Linked DNA regions of Mus musculus: region 1 is linked to region 2. Evidence: chromatin contacts called from public promoter capture Hi-C data. All regions are on one chromosome and are shown on one strand. The core of a region is the stretch at or near the end of the contact, and the rest is flanking DNA. Distances in the headings are between cores, read along the strand shown. Region 1 holds the start of D130040H23Rik (RIKEN cDNA D130040H23 gene). Region 2 holds the start of Lzts1 (leucine zipper, putative tumor suppressor 1).

Evidence for each region. Promoter capture Hi-C pulls out the DNA fragments that hold promoters and counts their contacts.
Region 1: a promoter capture Hi-C map of neural stem cells shows a contact between it and region 2. The contact joins the promoter of D130040H23Rik here to the promoter of Lzts1 in region 2. A contact is called at or near these places in 2 of 39 promoter capture datasets (macrophages and neural stem cells), 1 of 484 Hi-C or Micro-C datasets (embryonic stem cells), 2 of 115 datasets of contacts at active chromatin or transcription factors (embryonic stem cells and memory CD8 T cells) and 3 of 9 other capture datasets (adipose tissue, liver and pancreatic islet).

What each region holds. Positions count from the first base shown.
Region 1 is chr8:69,266,538-69,273,552 of GRCm38.p6, reverse strand. D130040H23Rik (RIKEN cDNA D130040H23 gene) reads right to left here and starts at 2,449. Exons shown (of 5, transcript NM_001384124.1): 1 at 2,362-2,449.
Region 2 is chr8:69,178,927-69,186,148 of GRCm38.p6, reverse strand. Lzts1 (leucine zipper, putative tumor suppressor 1) reads left to right here and starts at 1,951. Exons shown (of 4, transcript NM_001370971.1): 1 at 1,951-2,175.

The DNA.
Region 1 (7,015 bases), core at 1,200-3,699, 87 kb before region 2:
CAGTTTGACCAGATCTTCTGTACTGGTTAAACTAGTGTAACTACAGTAATTTGGTTCCTAGAAATAAATTCAGTTCTTTATTCAGATTCTTGATTGCATGTCCTGTGGACCCAAGAAACAGGACATTGATTGATCACCTAAAATTGACTCCCAGAGTACTCATTGGTAATCCCTACTGTTGCCAGAGCAAAAAAGCTCTCACCACCCTTCCTGACCCTGCCTTTCTGTGCTGTGACTACAGCAGTTTCAAAGTTGGTCAGTGAACTCGGTTCTAACACAAGTTCCTCTTCATTTGTAATTTCCTAATAGAAGCCAAGGAGGGCAGAGGACAATCATTCATTGGTCTCTTTTCCCTTTTCCTGGAAGGAGTTGCAGGACTGCCTTTCAAGCACTAGGCAGCAGAGGCAGGATTAGGTGTGGAAAGCAATGATAAATTGCAAGCCTGGGCTATGGGAGACATTGCTGTAAACAGAAATCAATACATAAATAGCATTTGAGAAAAACAGAATAAAATTCCTAACGAGAAGGAAACACTGGAGAACAGAAAGAAATAGAGATTGGAGCAGTGACACATTTAAAGAAAATTACATTTAAAAAGTGATACCAATAACTGACTTTTTTAAAAGGTAAAAATGATGTATAATTTTGTACTTAACTGATGCTTTAGCTACACTGGGTACACAGTACACCGTGTAGCATAGGACCACCACTTAGTTGGAGAATGCTATGACAAATGTGGTCAGCATTGCTGGTGCTCTGTCTGTATTACTCTACTGAGCACATCAGTACATCCCGCCTACCTGCTAACTCTAAGCCCTCTGGTATATTTGTCTCTTGCTATTTTAGTTTTGCCTGTCACCCTAAGTCATTGCAGCAGGCTCAGCGTGCCGAAATGTACGTGTATCATCTCCCTTGACGGACAACTTTTAACAAATTGCTGACTGGAGGTGATGTGTAAAAGCATGATCCCAGCCAGCTGCTTCTCCTGGTGGGGAAACTCCCCGTGTGCTTTACATTGCTTTGGAGTTTCCCTGTGGGGATTCACCTTCAGTTGTTCTCTCTGCTTTTCTCACTTTTCTGCTCCATTACCTCTTCTATGTGTACAACCAAAACACTTTTTTTATTTGAATTACTGTCTCAGTTTCCCACATATAACCTAAATTAAGAAAATAAAAAGTGTACATGTTATTAAGTTAAAAAATTTTTAAAAGGTAAAAATAATTGAAAAAAAAATCTTAGCACTATTGACCTGGAAAAAGAGTAGATCCTTCCTTAGTAGAGGGAATGCCATTAATAAGATATCGATTGACCTTGCCTCTGGGCACAGTGTTAGCTGTTGAGATGTATAACCCATGACACACAGCTACAGCCAGTGAGTGGCCTGTGTCTCAAACCTCTGAGCTGACTTAACTGTGTCAATCCAGGTTTCTACTGGATCTACCAGGTTTGTTCCTCAGTTTGAGAAGGGGCAGTGCTCCTTTTCCACACAGGAAAGCCTCAGGGAAAACCTTGCTAGATCAGGCCAGCCCTCAACACAACAGTGCCCTTCCTTTTCAAAGAGCTGTGTCTTACCCATCGGGCAAAACTATGCTTTTTTAGTGGGAAAAACTAGACCTGTATAGCACACCAGACCTTGATGTTAGTTGTGACCGTGCACTACTTCTTTGAATAGCTTTTAGACAACTAACTGCCTTTTAATATGCGGATTGCGTTAGTGGCTGGTTGTAAATCTTTTGTTAGAGTTTGGGGCCAAATGTCGAGACAATTCTGGTGAGTGAACATGTGTTTCTGATCACCTCATGTCTAAGAAGCCTGGTTAGCATACTACTTATCATCATCTTTAGGATGCTTTAGAGGCAGCCCACCCTTAGCTAAACTCTACTTTGCGTGACTTATTATCTCCTAAGCATTGGTAAATCCTTTCCATCATCAACTCTACCCTTCTCCATCACAGATTATTAGCGGAGTGCTAACGAACACATGAAACGCCATTTACTACCTCCCCAAAACTAACTCCAAATGGATCGTACTCCTAAATATTAAATATGAAGCACAGAAATTCTAGAGATGCTAGAGAAACTGGGACTCTCTGAGTTTGGCAAACTGCCATCTTCAGATGCAACAAAAGCCTGGTGAAACTGACTACAAGGATACTTCTACACACTACCCCTGTTCCCAAGGCTCTGCGCAGATGCAGCTCCCAGACCACCACTGGGGTCTAGGGAGATGCAAATACCACAAAGAATCTCACAGCAGGCTGCATCTAACCACTGCTTCCCATCCGACCCCAGGGAGGGCCAACCACACGGGCTCCCGAGGTTCACAAGCCCACTGCTCACCAGGCAACCGCCCCTCGCTCACCATATCTTCTCTCCCAGGCTCGCGCTTAAGCCGCAGGTAGTGGCAAAGAACCACTAGCACTAAGGAAGCTTCAGATTCCAGCCTGCAGAAAGTCCCCCGGAAGAGCCCGCCTCCCCTTCTGACTGGAGGTCCGCCTCAAGGGTCTGATTGGCTAATGAGACTTGAGTGACAAGAACCTCCCCCTTATGCTTAGAGGATGCAGAAGGGACACAGCACAGTGTTTGCTAGAGCTGATATCAACCCCAAGGCCAGACCTTTCCCGGATATGCACATATTTGCATTTCAGTCGCATTTGCCCCTGCCTCCAACCATTCACCCTTCCGCCTTTCTGCACTCAGCAACATTTCCTTCTTCCTCCTGGACACTGGGTGGCTGGCTTGTGCATCTCATTTCACAATGTGGAGTGGAGTGATTTTTGTGTCCCACAAGTAGAAGGGAGCCACAATATTAACAATTAAGGAGAGATTTTAGGAATCAAAACGTTTGTTCTTTTGCTTGACACTGAGGCTAGGTGAAGTTCAACTGCATGTAACCTGGGAGGCAAGGGTACGTCAGAATATCCTGAGAGAAAAGCTGGAACCAGATCAGAAACACAATGATAGGTATACCTCCCACCAGAAGGCTGAATGGTACTCCACTCCTATAGGAGTTTTCCTCATGAAATGCAGGCCTGTCTCCTGACAAATTAGTAATAATGAAAAGTATAGTCTCCATGGTAACTTGAATACTTAGAATGAATTGGTTCATAGAAACATGCCTTTTATGAACACTATTCTTAGCCAGCATGTTCCTGAGTTAAGGTGAAAAGAACATAGCTGTGTATTAGTGAAGGTTCTCTAGATGAACAGAAGGGATAAAACAGATCTCTATGTAGGTAGAAAGGGAATCTATTAGAATGGCTCACAGGCTGTGGTCCAGCAAGTCCAAGAAGGGCTGTCTACCAACTAAAAGTTGAAGAATTCACTAGTTCAGTCCATTAGGCTGGTTGTCTCAGCCGGTCTTCAGTATAACCCACGATTTTAAAGATAGGGGCTCTAATGCCAGTAAAGAAATGAACTTACAAAAGTAGGCTGTTACCAGAAGGTGTGGCCCAGATTAAAGGTGAATATTGTCACCTCAAAAGATCCTGAAATGTCTTTCCACTTTAAAAGCTTTAATTAAAATCCCTCGCATGTTTTCAGCCCATTGGGTTTTAGTTAATTCCAGATGTATTCAGTCTGACTATCAAAAATTGCTATCACAGCAGACAAAACAGAAATGCTGAGCCAAAGTTCTTACCTGTATGGGCATGGGAGTCATTTCCAAAGCAATGCTGTTTCTCAAAAAAGGAAGCATGGGGATTTTTCTTAGGAAGCCTGGACACATTCACGTGGAGTTCTGCTTATTCCTCAACATGCTCATTTAACAAATACACTTTTGAACATGGTCGCAATCTAAAAGCAGAGACGTTTATGTGCCTTCTAACTCAAAGTCAAGCAGGAACATAAAAAAATTATCTTAAAAGATGGAAGGAAATGTCTCCGGCATGTTCATCTTGTACCACAAGATCATAAATGAAAATCATGTGTTAATCTAGCCAGGAGAGAATAAGGCCACTACCACAATTTTGAGCCAAATTTGAACCAAGCTTGATTTTATTGGGATGCACCCAAGAGCTAGCCAGCAACTGCCCCCTAAGTCAGGTTAAAGAGAGAAACCCTTCATTTTTGACCCACTTTAAGGAGTAAAATCATAAGATTTGCCAAGCCAGTTTACAGAAGGGAGACATGGAGGCAGTAAAGTAATATGAAAAAATATCTCAAAAACACACACTATGGTCATTATGTGATTAGCAAGAGTGGTTAGGAAGGGTCAGGAATGTTCAAGGCGTCCTCAAAAATAAATCAAGGTCATGAGTTGGGACAGGTCAAGCTCCAGGAAACAAAATTAAAAGCAGCAGCTCAGCTCTTACAGTAAATGGAAACCTATTTTTTAAAAATACAGCATAATGGCTGCTGCCTTCAAAATGGAGTCAGGCAGGTTCCTCATAAGTAAATGAGTCTGTGAATATATCTTACTTAGGAGCCAATAATACCTGTTAATTATGTTTTATACTCTTAAAGATAGATGTATCAATTCAATAATTTTCACACATACAAATGAGAGAGAGCACAAATATAGCAAACATCAAGGAAAAGTCACCTATTGGCACCGTAGACACTGTACTTACAGTGAACAGCTACACTGAGCTATTCTATGCTCAGAAGGCTGCTTTCGCCTCTGAGCAGGCTGGCTCAGAGGAAGGCGATGGCTGTTGCCATGCAGAATAAGAAAGAGTTCATTTTAACCAACCCTGGCTGCTGTCTCTCTCAAGACTGTGACATCCACAAAGATTTATTTTTCTTTTTTATGTTAGTAATGAGTGTTTGCCTGCATGAGTCTATTCAGAACCCACAGAGGCCAGAAGAGGGCAGACGATCCCAGCAACTGGAGTCATAGCATATTATTAGTAACCTTATGTGTCCTGGAACTGGAACCTGTGTCCTCCGGAAAACACCCAGTGCTCTTAACTGCTGAAGCATCTATCTCTCTAGCCTTACTTTTTTATTTAAAATTTCCTTTTATACTGGTTGATTAAAATATATTACATCTCACACACCCTTCCTCGTCCTCTTTCCATCTTGTCCCAAAATTTTCCTTGTTATGTATAAGCAAGCTCTTAATATATGACTACAACCTGCTGAGTATTTTCTTATTTTTGGCTGTGTGTTTATGGTTTCTGGGCTGATCACATTGCACTGGATAGCCAATTAGGAAGTTTGTCTCTGTCTGCAGCTGATTGTCCTACTTGTAAGAGAATTGTCCTCTTTAGTGAGAATGGGAGTCTGATGCCTTAATGCCTTAGGCTATATTTTTTAAACAAATTTCTCTGCAGTTTGCCTGTGTGATATGATTATGGATGTGTAGACAGATGCAGATATGTAGATATAATAACTGGATGATAACTGTGTGGACCCTTTCTTTACATGGACTCTGAATATCCAGCTCATGTTGCCAGATTTGTACCCAAGAGGAAGTTTTCTCAGTAAGCCTTTTCACTGGTCTGCAAATAACACTTGCAGTAACATTCCACCAGTAAAAGGTATGTCTCCTTTTAAAATCTCATAATCCAAGTGTATAAGTCCATGGATAATCTGAGTAATAAGCCCTACTTGCAAGCCAAAATGATAGTCATACCCTCGTTTTTCTATGCGTGTTACTTTATTTTGAAGACTAAACATAAAAACCTGTGATTAGGAAACTCTCATAAACAGAATCTCAGAAATGCAATGTGTGCCTGTGAGATGGCACAGATGTGTGCCTGTGAGATGGCACAGATGTGTGCCTGTGAGATGGCACAGATGTGTGCCTGTGAGATGGCACAGATGTGTGCCTGTGAGATGGCACAGATGTGTGCCTGTGAGATGGCACAGATGTGTGCCTGTGAGATGGCACAGATGTGTGCCTGTGAGATGGCACAGATGAGATGTGCCTGTGAGATGGCACAGATGTGTGCCTGTGAGATGGCACAGATGTGTGCCTGTGAGATGGCACAGATGTGTGCCTGTGAGATGGCACAGATGTGTGCCTGTGAGATGGCACAGATGTGTGCCTGTGAGATGGCACAGATGTGTGCCTGTGAGATGGCACAGAGGGAAAAGGCGTTTGGTGCTAAGCCTGATGACTGAAGTCAATTCCTGAGAGATCCACATGACTCCCACACATTATACTCTGACTTCTTTTTTTTTTTTTTTTTTTGGTTTTTCGAGACAGGGTTTCTCTGAATAGCCCTGGCTATTCTGTATACTCTGACTTCTACACTTGAACTATAACATATGAATATCCACACACCACCACTCAAGGAAATACCTAAAGGCACCAAAGTCACTTACTAATGCAAGATACTTGCTGCCAAGTTTGCTTACATGCATTTCATCTCTAGAACTTAGGTGGAGCAAGGAGAAAACAGACAGATATAAGATGTTCTCTGATTTCCACATGTACTCCATGGCACACAAACACAGGTATACCTTTTGTTTTGTTTTGTTTTGTTTTGTTTTGTTTTGTTTTGTTTTGTTTTGTTTTGTTTTGTTTTTCGAGACAGGGTGTCTCTGTGTAGCCCTGGCTGTCCTGGAACTCACGCTATAGACCAGGCTGGCCTCGAACTCAGAAATCTGCCTGCCTCTGCCTCCTGAGTGCTGGGATTAAAGGCGTGCGCCACCACTGCCCAGCTACAGGTGTACCTTTTTAAATAGAAGAAATTAACAAACCACAGAAAATAGCCAAAATATTAAATGAAAAAAAAAATATGATACGTTTAAGAAGTTGGGATTAGTATCTTAAAATGTTCCAAGAATTGTCACTGTTTACCAAAACAATGACAGTTCCTTTCATTCTTCGATTCAATGATAGCTCAGTTTAAAGGCTTATGTTAATTGTCTAGCAGTTCACAAACCCCTGTAACTTCACTTCCATTATGTCTGGCATCCTCTTGTCCCTGTAGGCACTGCTTTTTAAAAAATAAATAGACAAACACACAAACACATCCATGCTCGTGCACACACACACATCACACACACAAACCACACACATACTTTATTGTCATCAACATCAACATCACTATTGTATAAAAATT
Region 2 (7,222 bases), core at 702-3,201:
CCACGTCACACATACGTACAAAGTACATCACAGGCTTCCTCTCATCAGTCTGCCTCCTTCACTCTCAACTCACCTCCCTTTACCTCTGAAGTATCCTGTCCATGGGTTGTTTCTATTGTCCCATGGTACATCCAGTTCCAACCTCACACCCAAATACTGCCCACTTTCTACCTAACTGGGCCACAATAGGTTAGTATGCATGCCCAGCTCTCTACCCACGGTGTATTTGAAAGAGATGTCAGTGCTACAGTAAAAGTGTCTTAGTCATGATGAGTCACAATTGTAATCCTAGCTCTCCAAAGAAAAGTCGTGAGCTCAAGGCCAGCCTTGACTACTTACTGAGAATATGTCTCAAAAAAGGAAAAAAGTGCCATATGTAATACCCACTTTGCAGAACAGGAAACTGAGGTCTAGCCTAGGATATGACTTTGTAATAGCAAAGGTAGGGCCAGAACCAGAAAGCTATAGGCTCCTTTGTCCAGTTCTCTGGAATATCACAATCGTGACAAAATTGAGTTTGACCAAGGACAAAGTTGAGTTGACAAAGATCTGTAATCCACCGTCCTTAGTCTCTCTTTGGAGTCCACTGTTACCTTCAAGAGCCAGAACAATTGTTCTGTATCCTCCCTATTCACCAAAATTCCTGAGACACCTCTGAGAAGACATGCTTATACCAAGTCAATGAGTGGGGCACAGAAAGAAGAAAAGGCTTCCATCAAAAGAGGCATCATTCTGCCTGTGGTGGTTAGAGGTGGGAGTAAGGATGGAACTCGGAACTGGAACTGGGGAACGTATAGATAGAGAGACGTCTGGCATAAACTCTCCTGTCTCAGTCTCCCAGGTCTCCCAGGTGCTGGGATTACAGGCTGGCTGGCTATTTATTTTCCCTCTTTAGTGTTCAGGAAGCTAGAATTACATAATTAAATAAAGCTTTAAATTAATCTAGGGTCAAAAGCAGGAGGGAGCAGCAGAGGTTTGGGGCAGGAGAGTGTCAGAAAGACTCTGATTCAGTCATGCTATTAGTGATCCCTACTCTCCTTCCCTTAACCTGCCCCTTTCAGGGCAAAGCTGGCAATTTCTGGACAGCGCCTCTGCCTTCAGACTGGCCTGCTTTTCACTATCTTACCCTCAGTGTACCCTCAGATAGGTGGTGAAAAGTGGGTGGATGGCTGATGCTTTTACTGCTGGGGATCGAAATTAAGGCCACAACCTTTATCTCTGAGCTAATTATCCAGCCCGCCCTGCCTATATATTTCTACTTTATATTTTGAAACAAGGTTACACTTCGGTGCTCCAGGCAGGACTTGAATTTTTAATTCTCCTGTTTCAGCCTCTCTCAAGTCCCTGGGATTACTGGCTAGCATCACTCAGGCTTCTGAAGTGTCAAAATTTAATTGGATCTTTTTGAGGACTGAAGTCAGGAGGCTCTGGGCTCTCTGGTCTATAATCGCAGCAAGGTGAAGCAATACCCTCATAACCCCTCTAGACCGTTAGTTTGGTCCTTAAACCAAGAAACTCAACCTTTTGCTGGGGTTGTGGCTGGGAGTTGGGCTGGAGAAATCACCGGTAAGAGGCAGAGGTAGCAAAGAAGAAGGGAATGCAGAAAATGGGTAAAGAAAATGCAAAGGCGAATAGAATGCAGACAGAGAAAGCAAGAACGAGGAGACAGTGGAAGATGAGGAAAGATAGAGAAAGGCTGAACAGACAGGAACCCCCGAGTGTGATGAAACGAGAGCTAAGAAACTGCGAGCCTGACCGGCGCGGGCTTTGGGCACAGAGGAGCCAGGAGGTCGGAGCAACCCCAGCTGTCAGTCTGGAACAAAGGCCGGGGAGAGAGCAGGACAGGGTGCAGGCAGTGCGGGCCAATGAATGTCGTTGACTCTGGCCCCGCCCCACTCGTGCCCCGCCCCACCCCGCCCCGCCGGCGGCCAGGGACCCAGCGCAAGGGCCAGAGCGCCCGGACGAGCTGGCGGGCTCTGGGAGGCTCCGACAAGCTCACAGTCCGAAAGTTTCTCTGTCTTTCTGCTGCTCCTGGGAGTGTGACTTGAGCGACGCGGGATCCGCCGGCTCTAGGAGCCCTCCAGAAAAAGAGAAAGGGGCACTGCACAAAATACACCGAAAAATCAAAATCTGCAGCCATTTGCAGCTATCCCCAAGGCGGAGGAGGACAGACAGGTAAGGTACGGGTACCCAGGGTCCTGTTCCTCCTTCGTGCAGGGTCTACAGCTCTGCGGACGGCCCAGACACAGGGAAGACTTCGCTTTCTACAGCATACCACTCCCGGGAGTGAGTCCGCTCGTCTGTCGGTCTTTGTCTGTCTGTGTCCGCGTCTGTCTAGGTGTCTTTGTTTCTACATGTAACTATCGGGGTGAAGGGCAGTGGTAGGTGTGGGGGAGTCTTCTTCCCTGTCACTGATTGTATTTCTAATCTGACCCCAGCCGGAAGGAAATGGTGTGCATCAGTCAATCCTTATGTCTTTGTCTGTCAGACCGGGGATTCTCGTAAACCTGAATTTCATCTTGGAGACGTGCATTAGGTGACATGAATGTAGAGATGAAGAAATGAGAGGTGAGGAAGTGAGGCCACAGAGACTGGGGCCCCAGACAGAGGATCCAGCTGCTGGCGACTGGCTAGTGAACTTTACCTTGCTGGCTGGAACTTTGGAGGTACATGTGTCTGGAAGGAATAGGAATGAGCTTGGACGAATACACAGGTAGACAGACACATAGACACACACTGACACACCTCAGTTCACTCCTTTTTCTCATTCACCACAGGGAATCAGATCCCCTCTGTTTTTGCTTCTCATCTGCCCTGGCTTCACTCAGCAATAGAAACCCAAACACCACGGACCAGGTGATGTTTCCCTTCCCTGCTCCAAGTGGAAGGGATTAAACTGTGGCACATGTGAGCATTCTGCTCACCCACGGGTTGTCAGTCCTCAATTTCCCAAGCACTAGAGATGTTTAGGGATCCAAGAACCATGCCTTCTGCCCTCAGGTTTTCTGCATGCTCCTTGGATTGCTGAGGAGCAGGCTCTGGGTTCTGGGTAGCTGTCATCGAGACTTCTCCACCAGAGGGTCTCTCCTCCCTGGAAACACAATCTAGTCTCAGCCCATCACAGAGAGATGAGCTGCCCGCATGCACTTCTCCCAGAACCCAGATCCTGACGGGGGGGGGGGGGGGGCTGCTGGTAAGGGATTTTGAGGATTTGTAACCTGAGCTTCCTTCAAGTTCAGAAACAATTTTCTGCAGGCAGACAGAAGGAAAATGGAGGTGTTTGAAAGGTGTATGCACATGAATATCCAAGTTAGAGTTTACAGGGGTAAGAGTCTTCAAGGTTGGCACAGAGCAGAATGTGGGCAGGAGTCTGTGGGCAGAGAATGCACCCTAATCAGGCAATGGCCCACACCTTGTATTTACCTAGCTCTTTCTTCTGACCATTTTCAGTGCATCATAGATGTTATCTCATTTGTTGTCTCCTTTATCCTCACACCGTAACTACCACATTAGTATGAGATGTGATTTACTCTGTGTCTGCCAGTGAAGAAACAGAGGCACCAAAATGCAAGGGTGTTCCCTGAGATCCCATAACCAATGAGAGCCAAGTCCATCATTAATGAAATCCAAAACTTCATGTCTTAGCTGTGGAGATGGGAGTATAGAGCACTCATCTGCTAGAGTTGAGAAGAACTGTCTGTGTGTGGGGGGAGGGGGAGATGGCGGGGGGGGGGGAATGAGAGCATCCTTCCTGGAGGGTTCATGGAAGGACCAGACATTTGCTTTTGCTCAGGATGATTGTCTTTCCTATTTCTAGCCTATGTCTTGGCGCCCTCTGCAAGGCAAACCTGCTTTAGCCATTCAGTCTGTGCACTCTTGAGACTGAAGGAGATTTCCTTGTGTGGCTATCTACCTCTGATGGTTGCAGGAGCTGAGGTAGGAGAAGTATGCTGTTGGGGAGTGCTCTGGGTGTGCCAGTTCTCTGAGAGTGTGAAGAGTGCTCAGTTGCCATGCAGGGTTAAGAAGCGAGATGTCTGCATGTATGGGTGAAGAAGTAGATCTCTGTTCCTGAAAATGTATTCTTATGCCTTTGGGCGTGTTTAACAGTCACCCCACAGCTTTTCATTGGATGCTACAAAACGCAAGGCTTTGGGACCCACAATGAAGCAGGAATGAATATCATAGTCTGGGGTTAGTTTCCTTGAACGAGTGCTTCCTTGAAATTCAGGGGTTCTGTGTTTGAGACCCTAACACTACATAAACCTTCATATGGTGGCACAGTATTATAACCAAACCTTGCCCAAGTGGTGGAGATAGGAGGATCAGAAATTCAAAGCCAGTCTTGACCACATAGGAAGTTCAGGATCAGCCTGTGCTACCTGAGACAATCTCAAATGCAGAAAACAATAACAAACAACCCAACAATAAGAAATATACCAAATAAGGTCATGGCAAATAATCTATTTTTAGCAACTTCAGTCCAGTTCATTTATGAATAGTATTGTAACAAAGTTTAATACTATCCACAGAGTGCCGTCCAATCTCACAGCATTGTTTTAACCACAGGCATCTGCCTCTGTAGGTTAGTCCCCCAACCATCTTGCCCTTAGGTCCAGATCCCATTTCTTCTTCTGAGATATTTCTACCATTTGGTGCTGCCACCACAGTGACTCATTGCTTCCCCAAGAACTCCAGAGTTTCTGGGGAGGAAAACCACAGTGAGTTCTCAGCTCAAAGTATAGTGTCTACCTACTCTTTCTGTGTGTTTGTCAACTCACAAGAGCAAATATGGGAGGAGAAGGTGCTAGACCCAATTCAGTCCTGGGGTCTGGAGTTTGTGCCTTCAGAGCTTCAGGCAAGCAGTTGCAGAACAATGAATGGTAAGGGATTTAGCAAAAAAAAAAAAAAAAAAAAGGAAATTCCAACTGCCTGGGGACTCTTCAGGCCATTTACATCTCAGCACTTTGAGTTTGCCACCTTTGAATGGATCTCCTTGGTGCTACACTTTGGACACTGGTGATTCTTTGGAGAATGTGAACTGCTGTTGGGTTTGGGGAGGTAATGTGGCCCTGCTTTATGCTTCACATGCACTTAGCATTGTGGGTAATGATGTCTCCTATTGTGATAACCACATATGCTCTCGGGAGCCCATGAGCATTTCAATTTTTCTTTGGGAGAACATTTCTTATGCTTGACAACCTGAATTTCATTGTTATTTCATTAAAAACTGAGACAGAGACTCATGTAGCTCAGGCTGTCCTGAAACTTGTTATGTAGCTAGGAATGACTTTGAATTTCTTTTACCAATACTTAGATGATTGGCATGTGTCACTATACCTAATTAATTCAGTACTAGGGATCAAACCCAGGGCTCCATGCAAGTGCTTCTAACTGAGCTATGCCCCCAGCTCTCATTTGTTAAAGGTCTTGCCCATGTCAGGTGCTAGAGACATGAGTGATACTGTTGAAGAGGCGAACTAACGCACTGAGCTGAAAATTGGTGATGTTAGTTAGAAAGAATTAATTAGAGATAATCCCACTGAACTAACAATCCCACACTAACTTTAGTACAACAGCTGTCTCAAGATGGAGGTAAACTGAAGATGCCAGAGAGGAGGTAGGTGGTCAGGACTTGGTCTAGAAGATGAGCCTAAGCAGGTGTGTCAAGAGAGTAGGTAGAAAAGTAAGGTCAGCATTCTGCTTGCAGCTGAGAGCTGAAGAGAACCCTCTGGGGCTCTACACGCCCCTCATGGCAGTTGGAGGATGAAAAGTGGGAGGGAACTAGCTCTAGTAAGTTTGCAGTTTGGCCCCCACAGTGACTTCTTTAAGTTTTAGGGGGGTGGGCAAGAGACCTTGCCTAGACTCAGGCCTAGCTGGGCTGGCCTCCCAGACTCTTTGGCAGAGTCACCTTTGTAGGCTTCTGTTCCCCTAGATCCTGGCTTCCACCTCCTTAGATAACTCCAGAGCAGTGAGGAGGAGGTTGGGAGGTCTTGATGACCACCAACTACAACTGCCTGGGAAGCAATGTGTATCAAGACTTTTTTGAGTTTCTTTTTCCTTTTTAGCTTTTTTTGGGACAGGACCATATATAACCCAGGTTGGCTTTGAACTGTCTGTTCCCTCCCCACAAGTCTTGAAGTCATGATCCTCCAGGACCAGCCTCCCAAGTGTTAGGATTAGAGTTGTGCCAACGCAGTCCCAGGTTTGCTTTTGGATGGATCCAGACTTCCCCAATTTCTTTCCCTCCCTCTCCCTTTCCTCCTCCCTGCCTCTCCCTCTCCTCCTCCCTCTCTCTCTTCCTCCCCCTCTCTCCCTGTCCTCCCCCCCCTCTCTTTCTCTCTCTCTCTCATAGAAACTACACTTTCAAAGAGGACTTCCTGTTATCATCATTGATAACATCCAACTGCCCTATACTGAGTAAGATGAAGGAACTCACCCAGGGTTTTCCACTGAGCACTGATGCCAACTGATGGCGTGAGTACTGGTTGTAATATAGTTATGAGGCTATTGGGATTCATTGATTTTTCTTTTCTTCTCCGTCTGTCAGAAGGGAATGGTGCTTGATGTAGAACTCAGGCCCTTGCTAGGAATGTATGTCCCTTAGCACAGAGCTGCTCTCTCAGCCCCTGATCTTATTAATTAAATAGATTTAGGCTCCCTATGTCATTGACAAAGGCCTAATAAACAAAGAAAGAGATATCTTTAAATTTGGGGCCAGCATTCCCATGGTGAAAGGAGAGAATTGACCCTTATAAAGTACCCTTAGCATCAAGCATGCATGGCTCCAAATAAATAATAAGTTAAATTTAAATGATAAGAGTATAGCTACTCTGATAAATATGTAATTTGAGGGTGATAAAGGCCTCGAACTTTTTTTTTTTATTGTGCTTCTTTTAACCCCTCCATGCTGTATATCTCATAAATCTGCTCAAATCAAGCCAGGAAGTAGCCAAGGATGAGATGTCTATTTGGGGTTTGCTTTAAAGAATGATTTCTATGTGTTAGATTTCTCCTTAAGTTTAGTAAGTTCATGTGATTTACTGATGAAGTTCACACTGAAATTAGAGCCAAAGCTTCCTCCAAGGAAGCCGAGTTAATGTATATAGCAGGTAAGTTCCAGAATAAAACATGGCCACAGTCTCTCTGCTGGGAGTCAACACATGGTGTGGAAGCCAGACTAGAGTTTATCACATATGGAAGGGTCCCCTAGTTGCAGATGGAG